Regions from separate parts of the Mus musculus genome. Here all the other regions are linked to region 1. The links are chromatin contacts, called in public HiChIP or PLAC-seq and Micro-C maps. All regions are on one chromosome and are shown on one strand. Each heading gives the region's core, a stretch centred on a gene start, on an enhancer-like site or on the middle of the called end of the contact. The rest is flanking DNA. Distances are from core to core; before and after follow the strand shown. Region 1 holds the start of Serf1 (small EDRK-rich factor 1). Region 2 has its middle 23 kb from the start of Ocln. Region 3 holds the start of Ocln (occludin).

Region 1 (4,225 bases), core at 987-3,486:
ATAAGTATTTGAGAAATAATACCATGCTAAAGATACCTCAAAGAATCTTGTAGTCACTGCTGGGACATACAGCTTTCTACAGCAAGCTCTTATGCAAGGCCTTTTCATAATCCTGTGTTCTACCTAAAAATCCAAGATGTCACAACTTTGTAGATAAGGAAATCAAAATGATTAAGATTTAATTCCCTACTCGTAAAGGCATAAAGCAAAAAATTTATTTTATGAACATTTTATTGTGTTTTATAGATGTATTTATTTTTATATGTATGAGTAAGTTTACATGCATGCATGTGCACCATGCACGTGCCTGGCAGTGGGGGCCTTAGGACGATGAGAAGACAGCATCAGATTCCCCTGTACTGATGTTATAGATGGTTGTGAGCCACTCTGTAGGTGCTGAATAACAATTGCTCCTTACTGCTGAGTCATCTCTCCAGCTCTTGCAACAAAGTAACTTTTACTTTTACTTAAATACATCACAAGACAGGTGTTACACAAGTTTGTGAAGTAAGTTGTTAGTGTCACCAGTAATTTTAAAATTCTACAATTTGGAGGCTGGTGACATGGTTCAGCAGTTAAGCACTTGCATTCCATCATGAGGACCAGAATTTGCATCCCAGTGACCATGGCAGCTAGTTCACAAATGCCTCTCAGTCCAGCTCCAGGGGAGCCAACACACACACACACACACACACACACACTAAAAAAAAAAAAAACCCAAGCAAACAATAGTCTAGTTTTCTCCAGCGTTTGCCATGTCCTTCAGGATCTCTGAAGACAGAGTCAAGATCTCATTAAGCAGCCTTGGCTGTCCTGGAACTCTGCTTGGTGTGTAGACTAGGAATTCACCAAGACCTATCTGCCTCTTCCTCTGAAATGAAAGGCACACTCCTGGTCCTCTGGCAGAAACTCTCAATGTACTCTGTGTGCATGGTGTACATCCTTGTAACTTGAGAACTCAGAAAACATAATTTCAGATATACATTCAGTCAAAACACCTATACATATAAAATAGATTTTATACATATATTTTTTTATTTTCAATTGAAGATTATATTATCTTATACCCAATGTTCCCAAAATTTGACTAGAAAAAATATAGAAATTTTCAGTAATTTCAGCAAAGTGTTATGATACATAATTGACTTACAAAGTTTACCAGTCTTAATACATATGAGTAACAAGCATGCTGAGAAAGAGATCATGGCACGCTCCTCTTCCCAGTCTCTCAAATAAAATAAAATATTTAGAATATACATAACAAAAGAGTTTTAAAAAAAACCCTCTACAATGAAAACTTTAAATGTGTGAAGAAAGAGTTTAAGAAACATACTCGAATTTGAAGACCTCCCAAGTGTATACCTTGGTAGAATTAATATTTTGAAAAAAAGACCTTTCTACCAAAACAACTTACAGATTCAATGAAATCACAATCAACATCCTCATCACATTCTTCACATAAGTAGGAAGAAAATTCTCTATTTGATATGGAACAACAAAAGACCCAGAATAGCCAATTAGTCATAGATAAGTGTTTGTTTCTATGCGTTCTGCCCGTTTTAAGTGCTAAGTGCATCTGTCTATGACCCCAACTTTTATACATCCGTTTCCATTAGGACTGCACTTTCAGTCCAGACATTCCGTCTCTTGATGCTTTTTCTCTAAACTAGGTCACGTTAACACGGACAGTTGGAGTACACCGTAGCATCATCTATACTTTTGTATGTTTTAAAAATATTCCACAATAAAACTCTTAAAAATACCCAGGCAAATTCGGTGTCCAGACTATCTCAGTTTGTAATAGTGGACAGGCAAGAAAGTAAGTCTCAGCTCAAGAAATGCAACCCAGGGAGGGGGTGGGACTCAGGGTGTCCCTCAAGATAGGCAAGCATCCCCTACCCCCATGAGCCACACCCCTCAGCCCTATGCAAGCATTCTGACTTGTTTCAGCTCTTATGTAGATTATAAAGTTATTCTGGGCGACTTTGGCTCCCGTTCAACCACAGAGCCTGAGCTTAGAGCTAAAGTTCTGTCCATCCGGAGGGCACCGGAAGAAAGGTGCAATGAGCAGGCTTGGAGCCCGCGCGAAATCCACCCTTCTGTCCTTGTTAGGTCTTTTCTGCCAGATGAGGAACGTAAAGCCCACCTTCAGGGTAAGGCTGCTAAGTAAGGAGGCGAGTGCGCGCGCGGACGCCTCGCTGACAAGGGACGCGCGGGGCGGTGGGGCGTGGGGACCGCGCACGCGCAGTGGCTCACCGGCCACGCCGCGGCTGTTGTGGGTCGGTGGGCGGGGCGGCTGGCTGGCCGAGCGAGGCGTCGCCACATCGAGGGCCCTTGTGGGGCTCAGCCTTCTTCAGCGCCCGGCGGCAACGGCTGAGCGTGCAAAGCCGCCGTTTGCTTCTCCAGGTCGCTGTCTTCCAGTCTCCGGCCGGTGGACAGCATGGCCCGTGAGTCTGCGGGCGGTTGGAAAGACGCGGAGGCTCGGGGAGGGACGGCGCCGAGCGGCCGGGGGAGGAGCGGGAGCTGGCTGGGAGGAGGAAGAGACGCAAACGCCACCTCGTGCTTGTGGCGGGCGGGACGCGGGCTCCAGGTGGGACAGGTGCCCGCCTCCTAGGTGCGGGTGTGCGTGAGGACCGCGCCCACCGGGAGCGTGGGCGGCTGCCCAGCGGGACCAGTCCGCTGAGACGTAGCGGGCGCCTGAGGTCTGGAAGCCCAGGGTGCCCTCCAGCTCTTTTGTCCTCGAAGGTACCTTTCCTTGAGCTCAGCCTCTGCTGGCTTTAACAGCCAAACTGGATCTTCACACACCTATCAAAGCCAGAACTTATTTTTGAGTGAGGCCTGTGTACACAACCACTGGGATGGAGATGGAGATATATATAATTTAATTTTTGTTTTGGTTTTCGAGAAGGGTTTTGTTGTATACCCCTGGCTGTCCTGGAACTCAGTCTGTAAACCAGACTGACCTCAAATCTCAAATTCAGAGATCTTGCCTGCTTCTGCCTCCCGAGTGCTGGGCGCAAAGGCGGCGTTACTTGACACCTATGCTGTTGTGGTAATATACTTAACTTCTCGAGTGTTTCTTCCTAAGCTACCCCCTGGTCAATCTGGGAATAACTAAAGATACTCTGCTTTCTTGCTGATAAAAATAAAACTTTAAGGCTCCTATAACGAAGGACTCTTTACTATTAAGTATTCATATTGTTGAGGGTGGGAAAAAAGCATGCCTGTTTATCATTGTAGGTGGAAATCAAAGAGAAATTGCCCGACAGAAAAACATGAAAAAGACCCAGGAAATTAGCAAAGGGAAAAGAAAAGAGGACAGCTTGACTGCCTCTCAGAGAAAGCAGAGGTGAGTAGTGCTAATAGAATGTTTAAGTCAGTGGCCGTTTGACTGCGGTATTTTCAGAATGAGTGAAGAACGTGTTTAAACCCTTCCTGGAACTGAGCCTTGCCTACAGTTCAGGGTTAACACTGTGTGTCTGTGTAAGAACACTGAAACCATGCATTGTAGTTATTGTCCTATCCTATGGCTGAAGAATGCCACGCCCTGAAACTATCATGTCTGCAGAAACACTCTTACAGCAACTACAAACTGTGAGAACTTTATTGTAGAAAGTAACAAACATCCTCTATATGTAAACACTGTTGCATGAATGGGATACAATGTTTCCAAAACTGACAGCTTGGCCCAAGCCTCTTAATGAAAGAGATGAGTGTCAAAAATCAATTATGGGCTTCAGGAGTCCATTGGGGATGGAGAAAGTGTTTGGACACCAGATTCTTAGAAGATGTTATGCTACTCAGGCCAGCACAGGCTAAAGAGACCTACAGACAAGACCTTGTCTTTAAAAAGTAGGGACGTAGCTCAGCAATAGAGAACACTTGCCTAACATCTGTAGCACTTCAGATCATTTCCTATGGCAAGTAACTGCCACAGACACACTTTAATGCCCTGGGCAATGCTAATAAGTTGTCATCCTAGGACTCGGGGCAGATGCAAGAGAATCAGGAGTTTGAGGCCAGCCTGCACTACGTGACAAGATACTGTCTCAAAGAAAGATAATCGCTTTGACTTTTTTTTTTTTTTTTTTGGTTTTTTTTTTTCGAGACAGGGTTTCTCTGTATAGCCCTGGAACTCACTCTGTAGACCAGACTGGCCTTGAACTCAGAAATCCACCTGCCTCTGCCTCTGCCTCTGCCTCCCAAGTGCTGGGATCTTAAAGGT
Region 2 (4,225 bases), core at 809-3,308, 470 kb after region 1:
CTACTTTTCCAGAGGACCTGGGCTTGATTCCCAGCACCCACCTGGCAACTCAAAACCATCTGGAAATCCACTTTCAGGGGATCTTTTGCTTTCTATGGCCTCTGTGAGCATCTGGTATGCATGTAGTACTCAGACATACATGCAGCCAAAACACATAACATAGACATAAAATAAATAACGTGAAAAGTGGCCTTTTCTGGCTACCTGGTTTGTGTAGATATTGTATTATTTAAAATTATCTGATCTCTCCCTTAGTATTTGTCTTTCTCAGTAGAATGCAGTCTGCATAGCAGCAGGAGCTATCTTTTTTCTGTTCCTATAATAAAAAAAAGACTTAAACAAACAAACAAACAACAACAAAAAAGATTTGGATGTAGCATCCTTTTGCCGGGCGGTGGTGGCACATGCCTTTTGATCCCAGCACTTGGGAAGCAGAGGCAGGTGGATTTCTGAGTTTGAGGCCAGCCTGGTCTACAGAGTGAGTTCCAGGACAGCCAGGGCTACACAGAGAAACCCTGTCTCAAAAAACCAATAAAATATTTGGTGGTTTTGTTTTATTATGTTTTGGTTTTGTTGTTGTTGTTTTTCGAGACAGGGTTTCTCTGTGTAGCCCTGGCTGTCCTGGAACTCACTCTGTAGACCAGACTGGCCTCAAACTCAGAAATCCACCTGCCTCTGCCTCTCAAGTGCTGGAATTAAAGGCGTGCGCCACCACACCTGGCGGTTTTGTTTTATTATAAGACAAGGTTTCACAATGCAACTCTGGCTAGCCTGGAACCCCTGTAGATTAGGCTAGCCTTGAACTCAGATCACCCTGCCTTTATCTTCCAAGCACTGGGACTAAAGGTGTGCACCACCATGCGCAGCCCCTGTTTATTTTTACTTTAAGTGCATGTGTAAGCAATTGCATGTATGAGTACCATATGTATACCCAGTACTCATGGAGGCCAGAAAAGGATGTTCATTCCCTGGAGTTCCAGGCAGTTGTGAGCTGCCACACAGGTGCTGGAAAACAAGCCCTGGTCCTCCGTGAGAGCAACAGGTTAACCTCTAAGCTGTCTCTCCAGCCCTAAAATAGACAATATGTTTTGAGTGATAAAGAACTCTTACAGGATTCTTTCTGATCACTGAATCTGTGACCTTGAACATGGTATGTAATTATTCCGGCCCTTCAGTATCTTCATTTGTAAAATATATATGTTGAGACTTAGCAGAAAAAAGTGTCAGGTGGTTGGGGCCAGGCTGGACTAGTTGGTTCAGTTTGTTTTAAAATGGAGGCACCAAGCCGATTATAAACACTACTGAGATTTCCACTAGGTTTTGTTGTGTCTGTTTCCATGGTAGCATTGTGTCATTACACGGGGTAAGTGTTCAACAGTTTTCTGTCACTGTGACAAAATGACTGAGATAATTTTTTTAGACTTACTTCTCTTATATTGTGTATATGTTTTGTCCAAGTGCACAACTGTGCACTGTGTGCATACCTAGGACCTGGAGAGGGCAGAAGAGGGGATTGCCTTCTCTGGAAAGGGCACTTGGTGCCCTTAACCACGGAGCCATCTCTCCAGCCTTTAAGATAATCATTATTTATTTATTTGTTATTGTTATTTTGGGATTTGCAATGTAAGTGTGTGTGTGTGTGTGTGCGCGCGCGCGCGCGCGAGCGCAAGAGTACTGCCCAGGCTCACTCTGTAGACCAGGCTAGCCTCAGACTGAAAGATCTGCCTGCCTCTGCTGCCTCTGCCTCTCAAGTGCTAGTATTAAAGGCGTGTGCCAGCACTGCTCATCATGAGATAATCATTTTAAAAGGAGGACCAATGCATTTTAGTTGTAGCTTCCAGAGCGTTCAATCTGTGAATGCTCAGCTCAGTTGTTTTGGGGCCTGAGGTGAGAAGAGCAAGCATAGCTAAAGTGAGGGCTGACATTATGTTTTAAGTTTAGATTACAGTGCTCAGGAGATCTATAAAACAAAAATGCCTCTAACCTATACGTCACCCTTGCCCAAGGACAGATAACTTCCTGAAATACTGGAAGATAAGATAAGAAGCTTTCTGGTTTCACTTCTGTAAACAAGCTTGGTTGCCCCAACTACACAGGATACGCTTGTGTAGGTCACAGGAGGTATGCAGGCAGGAAGTATGTCAGGATGTATGCTTGCTCCTGATTGGACAAAGATAGGAAGTATGTAGCCAAATGGGTCTTGCCTTTATAAATCCCTGTCTAAAGTGGTTCATTGCCATAAGGTAGGAACCCTGGATATGGACCTGGCCAGAGTCCATTGGCCTGGCTAGTACTTCATAAAATTTGCTTCAAACTTGGCTCAAAATGGTCTTATTCTCACACGTTGAGATTAACACTTGGAACATGTGCGGTGCAAAGCTACTTACCTCAAAGCAACCAGAAAGGAAAAAGAAGGATGGGTGAGAAGGGGGAGGAGGAAAGGGAGGAGGGAGAGGAGGACAAAGATGAGGAAGAGGAAGAGGAGGAGGGAGAAGAGAAGGAGAAGGAGGAGCAAAGCATACCAGCACACACCTGTAATCACAGCTGAGGTAAATAGGTTTCTAGTTTGAGACTAGCCTGGGAAACAAGAAAGATCCTATCTCTACAAACAAACCTAACATGAGAGCCCTGAGTTCCATCCCCAGCACTACAAATGAAAGAAAGCAGGGCTCAGGTCCCAGTACCCCCTGCAGGGGCATACTCCCACGGCCTGAATACATGACTCAAGCTGGCCTCTAGGTGCACACATCACTGTGTTTCGCTGCCACCTCGGTTCTTCAGGTTAAGAGGGAAATGTGCTTGTGGCACCTCTGCACACCCCTCTTGGTATTGAGAGGGACTTAGATAACCACACCAGAAAGACACATCCCAGAGTAGGCTAGGAGACATCTAAGATCTAAACCATACCCCAGGAGGTGGTAAGTTATGGGATAAACTCATGGAGGTCTGAAGGCAAGGGTCTTGAGCTCTACATGGGTAATAGGAAAGACTGGTCACTAGCTGGACATTGGACAATGGAGATTATGAAGTAAGTGTGTGGGTTCCTGAGAGGGGAAAGCAGGAGGCTGTGTTTCTGCCTGCGTGTTTTATTTGGTTGGGATTCCTGGCCTTTGAGTTTGAAAACTTGGCCACTGGAGAACAGTTTCAAAGTCTAGACACAGGCTCAGGGAAGACAGAGATTCAAGCCCCACCCCAGTTTCGTTTGATTTAATGATTGATTTGTTTTTATTTTATGTGCATTGGTTTTGCCTGCACGTGTGTCTGTGTGCTGGCGTCGGATCCCCCACAACTGGAGTTGCAGACAGTTGTGAGCCACCATATGAGTGCTGGGAATCAATTCCAGGTCCTCTACAAGAGCAGCCAGTGCTCTTAACCACAGAGCCATCTCTCCAGCCCTCCGTTTTGTTTTCAGAAGAGGTCCCTCTGTGTTACCCAGAGTGACTTCACACTCCCAGACTCAAACTGGCTTCTAGCCTCCAGGCGTACACATCAGGAAAAGTGCTTGTGGAACCTCTACATGCTCCTCTTGGTGTTGAGAGGGACTTAGATAATCGCACCAGAAAGAGACATCCAGAGTAGGCTAGAAAGAGAGAGGGCGGACTCTGCTTCTGTGTGCTATCAGTCAGCAACCAAAGGATTTCATAGAGAACACAAGCAAAGTGCCTGAGAGTGTTCGTGTCCTTCGATATCCAGAGCTGCAGATCAGGGTCAACACCCTTCCCTGTTCCAGGATTAAAAATAATAAAGAACTTAAGCCTTTCTAGATTTTCTGTTCCTGCCTCAAAGTCAGTAAGAGTTGGTGATGTCATATCCGCGCCTTATCCTTGGGAACTGGTTATTGCTGTGCACGGTTCTTTAAACATGCGAAGGAAAGGAAGGAACACCCGTCGGTCGGTCGGAGCCTTTTGAACTGGCTGCCTGTGCCCTCTAATATGCAGAAACCCAACCATGTGGAAAGGGAGAGTCTAGCTAGCATTCAAGGCTGGCAGAAAAAAGGAGTGTCCAGTGGGCTTTGAAGTGGAGACAGAAATATGTACTTACCAACTTTCTTCTGTCGCTTAGCCTCTTCAGGCCAAGGCTTAAGAAAAAATATCAGCCAGGCGGCATGGTGGTGCACACCTTTAGTCCCAGCACTCAGGAGGCAGAGGCAGGCGGATCTGAGTTCAAAGGTAGCCTAGACTTTGTGAGTAAATTCTAGGACAGTCAATGCTATACAGAGAAACCA
Region 3 (4,225 bases), core at 1,144-3,643, 440 kb after region 1:
ACAAACACTCATAAATGTCTTGAACATCACCTTCCCTGGTCACTCTACTGGTCCTTAGCGTTACATGCTGGGTTAATAAGGTTGATGCTCCATGATGCTAATAACTTGCGACTTAGTCTGGCAGTGGAGATCTTAAACTACACAAATGAATAGTAAATGTATCAAATTGAGGTCAGCCAAAGTCTGTGCTTGCTACATTCCCAGATAGGAGGAGGAAAGTCAACAGCAGAGGCATTCCTTCTAACTTCTTAGAAAAGCAGAATAAACGACCCTGTCCCAAACTACAAGACACAAGTACCTCAGGGAATAAAACAAAAACAAAAGAAAACAAATAAACAAAGCCAAGGTGCTCCAAAATTCAATAGCCAAGAAAGACTAAAAAACAAAAATACAAGTTTGCTTGGGGGTTGGGAGTACACAGCTCAGCTTTAAGGTCCTTAGAGCTGAGCCCTAAATTGTATTCCCCAATGTGTAAAACTGTTCAATGTGTAAATGATACTTAGTCATTTCTATTTTAAAGGTGGAAGTGGTACAATGGGCTGGTTTGATAATTGCCTCGGCTCGCTATAGTAGTTATTTTCTCTGAAATTCTCTACAGTTAACTACTCCTTGTGAGTTTGCTTAAGTTTTCTGTATCCTGCCTTCTGTAGATTTTTGAAGCTTTGCTGAGATTCCAACCTTAGCCTACCCCCCCCCCTTCCCCAACCTTTAAAATAGAGTTCTGGTAGGATTTACCTTTCACAAAGATGCTCATACTTTCTAAGTTGCCTGGAAGCTGCTGGAATGTGGACTGTGCCCACTCCCTACTTAAGTCTATCTGGCCAACCTCGCCATTCCATTGCCTAACAAAGAAAGCACTAACAACTAAGATAAATCCAAACGAAAAAAGAAAAGAAAACCACCAACAGTGGAAATTTAAGATTTATACATACGGCGCAAAGGAACTACAGTTATACTCAGGGATATGTAGTTGAACAACGCACGAACCACTGAAAGCGTCACCAGAAAGCGCATTACTGAGAGGCATTCCTCTTTTCCGGTGATCCCAACAACACACCTGTTGTATATGAAAGCCACGCATTGCTAACCTGCCTGGAAAGCTGCCTTCTCCCCGCCCCAGGTAATTCCCCTAGTGGCAGTTTGCCCGGTGAGCCCCGGGCAGGCCCGAGGATACCTCCGCTCCCGCTGGAACCCCGGTTACTCCACCTGGGTCGAAAGGGGCTCAGAGTTGTTCCAGCGCCAAGATGCAGAGGCCATTTTGGTCCCCACCCATTTGTCCCCGCATACTTCCTCTGATGCAAGGCCACTCGCCGCTAGACTCGCGGGGCCGACTTTGCCCAGGAGGTCTGCAAAGTGGACCGCCTATACAGGCTGCGGGTCCCCGAGACCGTGCGCCCCACCGCAGCTTTGCGCTCGGGAGCCGCCAGGCCAGAGCAGGGCAGCAGAGCAGGCCCTGCCCCGGGGCAGGTCCCCGGCCCGCGGTCACGGATGAGAATCCACCGCGTGAGCAGCTTCCCTCGAAATCCAGCCTCACTCGAAAAGAACACCAAAAGCTGAAATCAACAAGGACGCACGCACCGCCCCCTGTTCCAAACAGCCAGAATAATACACTCCACGACTCTGGGGACGCTGCAGAGGACCCCCGGCCTCCCTCCTGGGATGAATTACCCAAAAGAGCGGAAACCAGAAGGGCCACAGGGATCTTTATCGCCCTGCGTCGCCCAGCACCAGCCCTAACTAGAGACCCCGAGTAACCCACAGATCTCCAGCGCCCAGTTGAGCGCTGGATCCGCCCCCGACGCTCCCGCCTCGGCAAAAGTAGAAAGTAGCTCGGGCATTTCTGGTGGACAAGGTTTCGCCCGCGACTCCGAGAGAGAAAGGGAGCCCCCCAGATCCTCCCGCGCTGCGCTCAGGCACACGCGCTTCTCTGGTTTCCGTGAGAGCCGAGTCCAGGGCGAAACTGCCACCGAAACTGGCTCCGCGTGCCCTCCCCGCGCCTCGCCTCCCAGCCCCGGCGCGTCACCCTGGGGGACCCCGGGCACCGCACCTGCCTCGCACCCACCTTGGCGGCCGGAATCCCAAGGTGCTCACCTGGCCGGTGCACCTGCCGCCGCCCGCGCTGCCAATCCACAGTTCAACTGAGCCAGGAGGACCGTCCTCCGCTTCCCCCACCCCCTACCCCCGGGCATGCGCACCAATTTCTGGCCGAACCCGCCCGGGGCTGTGCGCTGGGACCCACCTGCCGAGCCCCTAGCCGGTTGCTCCGTGCGCTGGACCGCTCTCCCGCAACTCCACCGCTGTCGCCTAAGGAAAGAGGGGCCGGGAGGTGGGCACTAGCGACGAGGTGTGGCGTGGCCAGCCTCCTCCCTCGGTGACCCATTCACCTGAAACTCCGATGGGAGGGGGAGGGAGCGACGGAGAAGGAGGCGGGAGGACCGGGCAGGGCTCACCACCCAGAGCAAGCCGAGTTAAAGGAACAGCACCGACGTTGCCTGGAGAGGGGCGGGGGCGTGCGGAGAGAAGGGTCTCAAGATCGTGGAGGCAATGGGGTGATCCTAGACCATTTTGGGTGTGCTCGGAGATACGCCTGCTTCAGGGCCCCTGTGGGGTGTTGGTTCCGGGAGGAGAGTCAGAGGTCAGGAGGGAGCTGTTGTGCTGCTACTCAGAGAGGGTCCAAGGGCGCCTGGAGGCTGATGAGAAGGTCTGAGTTCTCTTCCTACTGTGTTCTGCTGCCAGGTTTGATTAAATGTCTGGTGGAAAACAGTACCCGATGCTTGGTCCAGCGAAAGAGTGGACTTTTTTCAGAAGTGCTTATTACTAGCACCTTCCGATTCAGAGGATTCGGAAAAAGACTACCCTCTGGTCTGGAGTGGTTAAAATGAAGAGAGATTACTGTAGCTGTGTGAGTCACACGGAATCCCCAGGCCACAGGGTCCTTGTCCACGCATGCACGAAACGTAACTACGGTGTGATTGAGGCTACTCTAAAGGGATTTAAAGCCGTTTCGGTATTCTTTCTTGGCTCAAAACAAAACAAGCAAAACCAATCTGGTTGCTAAGGGTTGTATTTTTTTACTCTGTCTATAACTCTGTTGTTACAGACTTGTGCGTGTGTGTGCGATTTTGTTGTATTTCATATTCATTTTACTCTACGATATAGAGATTTTAGTTCTTGTTAGTTAACTATCTGCACCGAAGATAGTTAAATTTCGCAAGCCCTGCTTCCTTTTGTGTTCCAGTCCTGAATGTCTGCATTGCTAATACATCTTAGTCCAATCCCATGCTCCTTTCTGCCTTTAAGTAGCTACAGGTGTGGTTCTCCTTTGCATTAAATCTTAAAGCACAATTCAGTACTTCCGGAAGTAAAAATTTAAATGATGACAGCCTTAATAGATTCTTAATCTAATTAGTAATCTTTCATGAAGTCATCGCTATAATTATTTCAATGTGACTGTAGTTTTTGATTGATGTAGATTAAATTGATATTCACCCCAAGGAAGCCAGGTTAATCCTCTTAATGTTAGCTGCCGGATTGCTAATATTTCCAAACGTTCCAACTCGGATTATAATTACACAAGGAAACATTTTTGTAAACACCTGACTATTATCTTATTGAGTATTTCGCTCTGTTTTGAAGAGGATCTCATAGGTTTGGAGGTGGTGGTGGTGGTGATAGTGGTGTTTTTCCTATTTAAAAATAAATATAAATTGACTGGGGATGCATCTTGTCCCCAGAACACCTCCCTGCCATGTTTGAAGCCTTAGGATTTCATCCTTAGTTCATATACCTTGCCAAGTGTATTCCTGGGGCCTGGAGAGACGGCTCAGTGGTTAGACACAGTAGCTACTCTTCTACGGGCTTCTCCTCTAGTTGTTCAATTCCCAGCACCACACGGTAGCTAATAAACCGTCGTAACTCCAGTTCTGGAGGGTATGACACCTTCTAGCCTCCTTGTGCAGTAGGCACACAAGTAGTACATAGACAATACATACAAGCAAATTACCTGTACACTTAAGATAAAAATTGTTATTTAAAATATAGTGTGTGCTTAATATTTTTTTTTGCAGTTGCAAGGTTGTATAACCATTGTTACCATGTTCTAATTCCAGAGCATTTTCATTTGAAACCCAATATGTATTAATAGTCATTTTCTGTTTCCAGCCCCTGACTTTTTCTTTTCTTTCTCTCCCTCCCACCCCCCCAAGGTTTCTCTGTAACAGTCTTG

What was found. Hi-C and Micro-C count contacts between places; a contact is called where the count stands out from the background. HiChIP or PLAC-seq counts read pairs in DNA pulled down with a chosen protein or histone mark.
Region 2: an H3K4me3 HiChIP or PLAC-seq map of bone marrow-derived macrophages shows a contact between it and region 1, with 2.9 times the contacts expected there. The contact joins the enhancer-like site here to the promoter of Serf1 in region 1. A contact is called at or near these places in 5 of 39 promoter capture datasets (the C10 cell line, hippocampal neurons, liver and 2 more), 1 of 484 Hi-C or Micro-C datasets (cerebellum), 10 of 115 datasets of contacts at active chromatin or transcription factors (astrocytes, bone marrow-derived dendritic cells, bone marrow-derived macrophages and 6 more) and 1 of 9 other capture datasets (liver).
Region 3: a contact with region 1 is called in a Micro-C map of embryonic stem cells, with 3 times the contacts expected there. The contact joins the promoter of Ocln here to the promoter of Serf1 in region 1. A contact is called at or near these places in 11 of 39 promoter capture datasets (the 3T3-L1 cell line, cranial neural crest, embryonic stem cells and 6 more), 2 of 484 Hi-C or Micro-C datasets (both in embryonic stem cells), 4 of 115 datasets of contacts at active chromatin or transcription factors (embryonic stem cells, fetal liver and stem cell-derived neural progenitor cells) and 3 of 9 other capture datasets (embryonic stem cells, liver and pancreatic islet).

What each region holds. Positions count from the first base shown.
Region 1 is chr13:100,105,783-100,110,007 of GRCm38.p6, forward strand. It overlaps Serf1 (small EDRK-rich factor 1), which reads left to right and starts at 2,237. Exons shown (of 3, transcript NM_011353.2): 1 at 2,237-2,447; 2 at 3,241-3,349. The coding sequence starts at 2,441.
Region 2 is chr13:100,574,058-100,578,282 of GRCm38.p6, forward strand. No RefSeq gene overlaps it. Among named protein-coding and RNA genes, the nearest start is that of Ocln, 23 kb to the left of the region's middle. Within about 2 kb of position 2,059, at least 77 of the 459 cell types and tissues checked have an H3K27ac peak or open chromatin away from gene starts, as enhancers often do. A contact at or near this core is called in bone marrow-derived macrophages, liver and memory CD8 T cells, where this site is marked.
Region 3 is chr13:100,550,325-100,554,549 of GRCm38.p6, forward strand. It overlaps Ocln (occludin), which reads right to left and starts at 2,394. Exons shown (of 9, transcript NM_001360536.1): 1 at 2,240-2,394.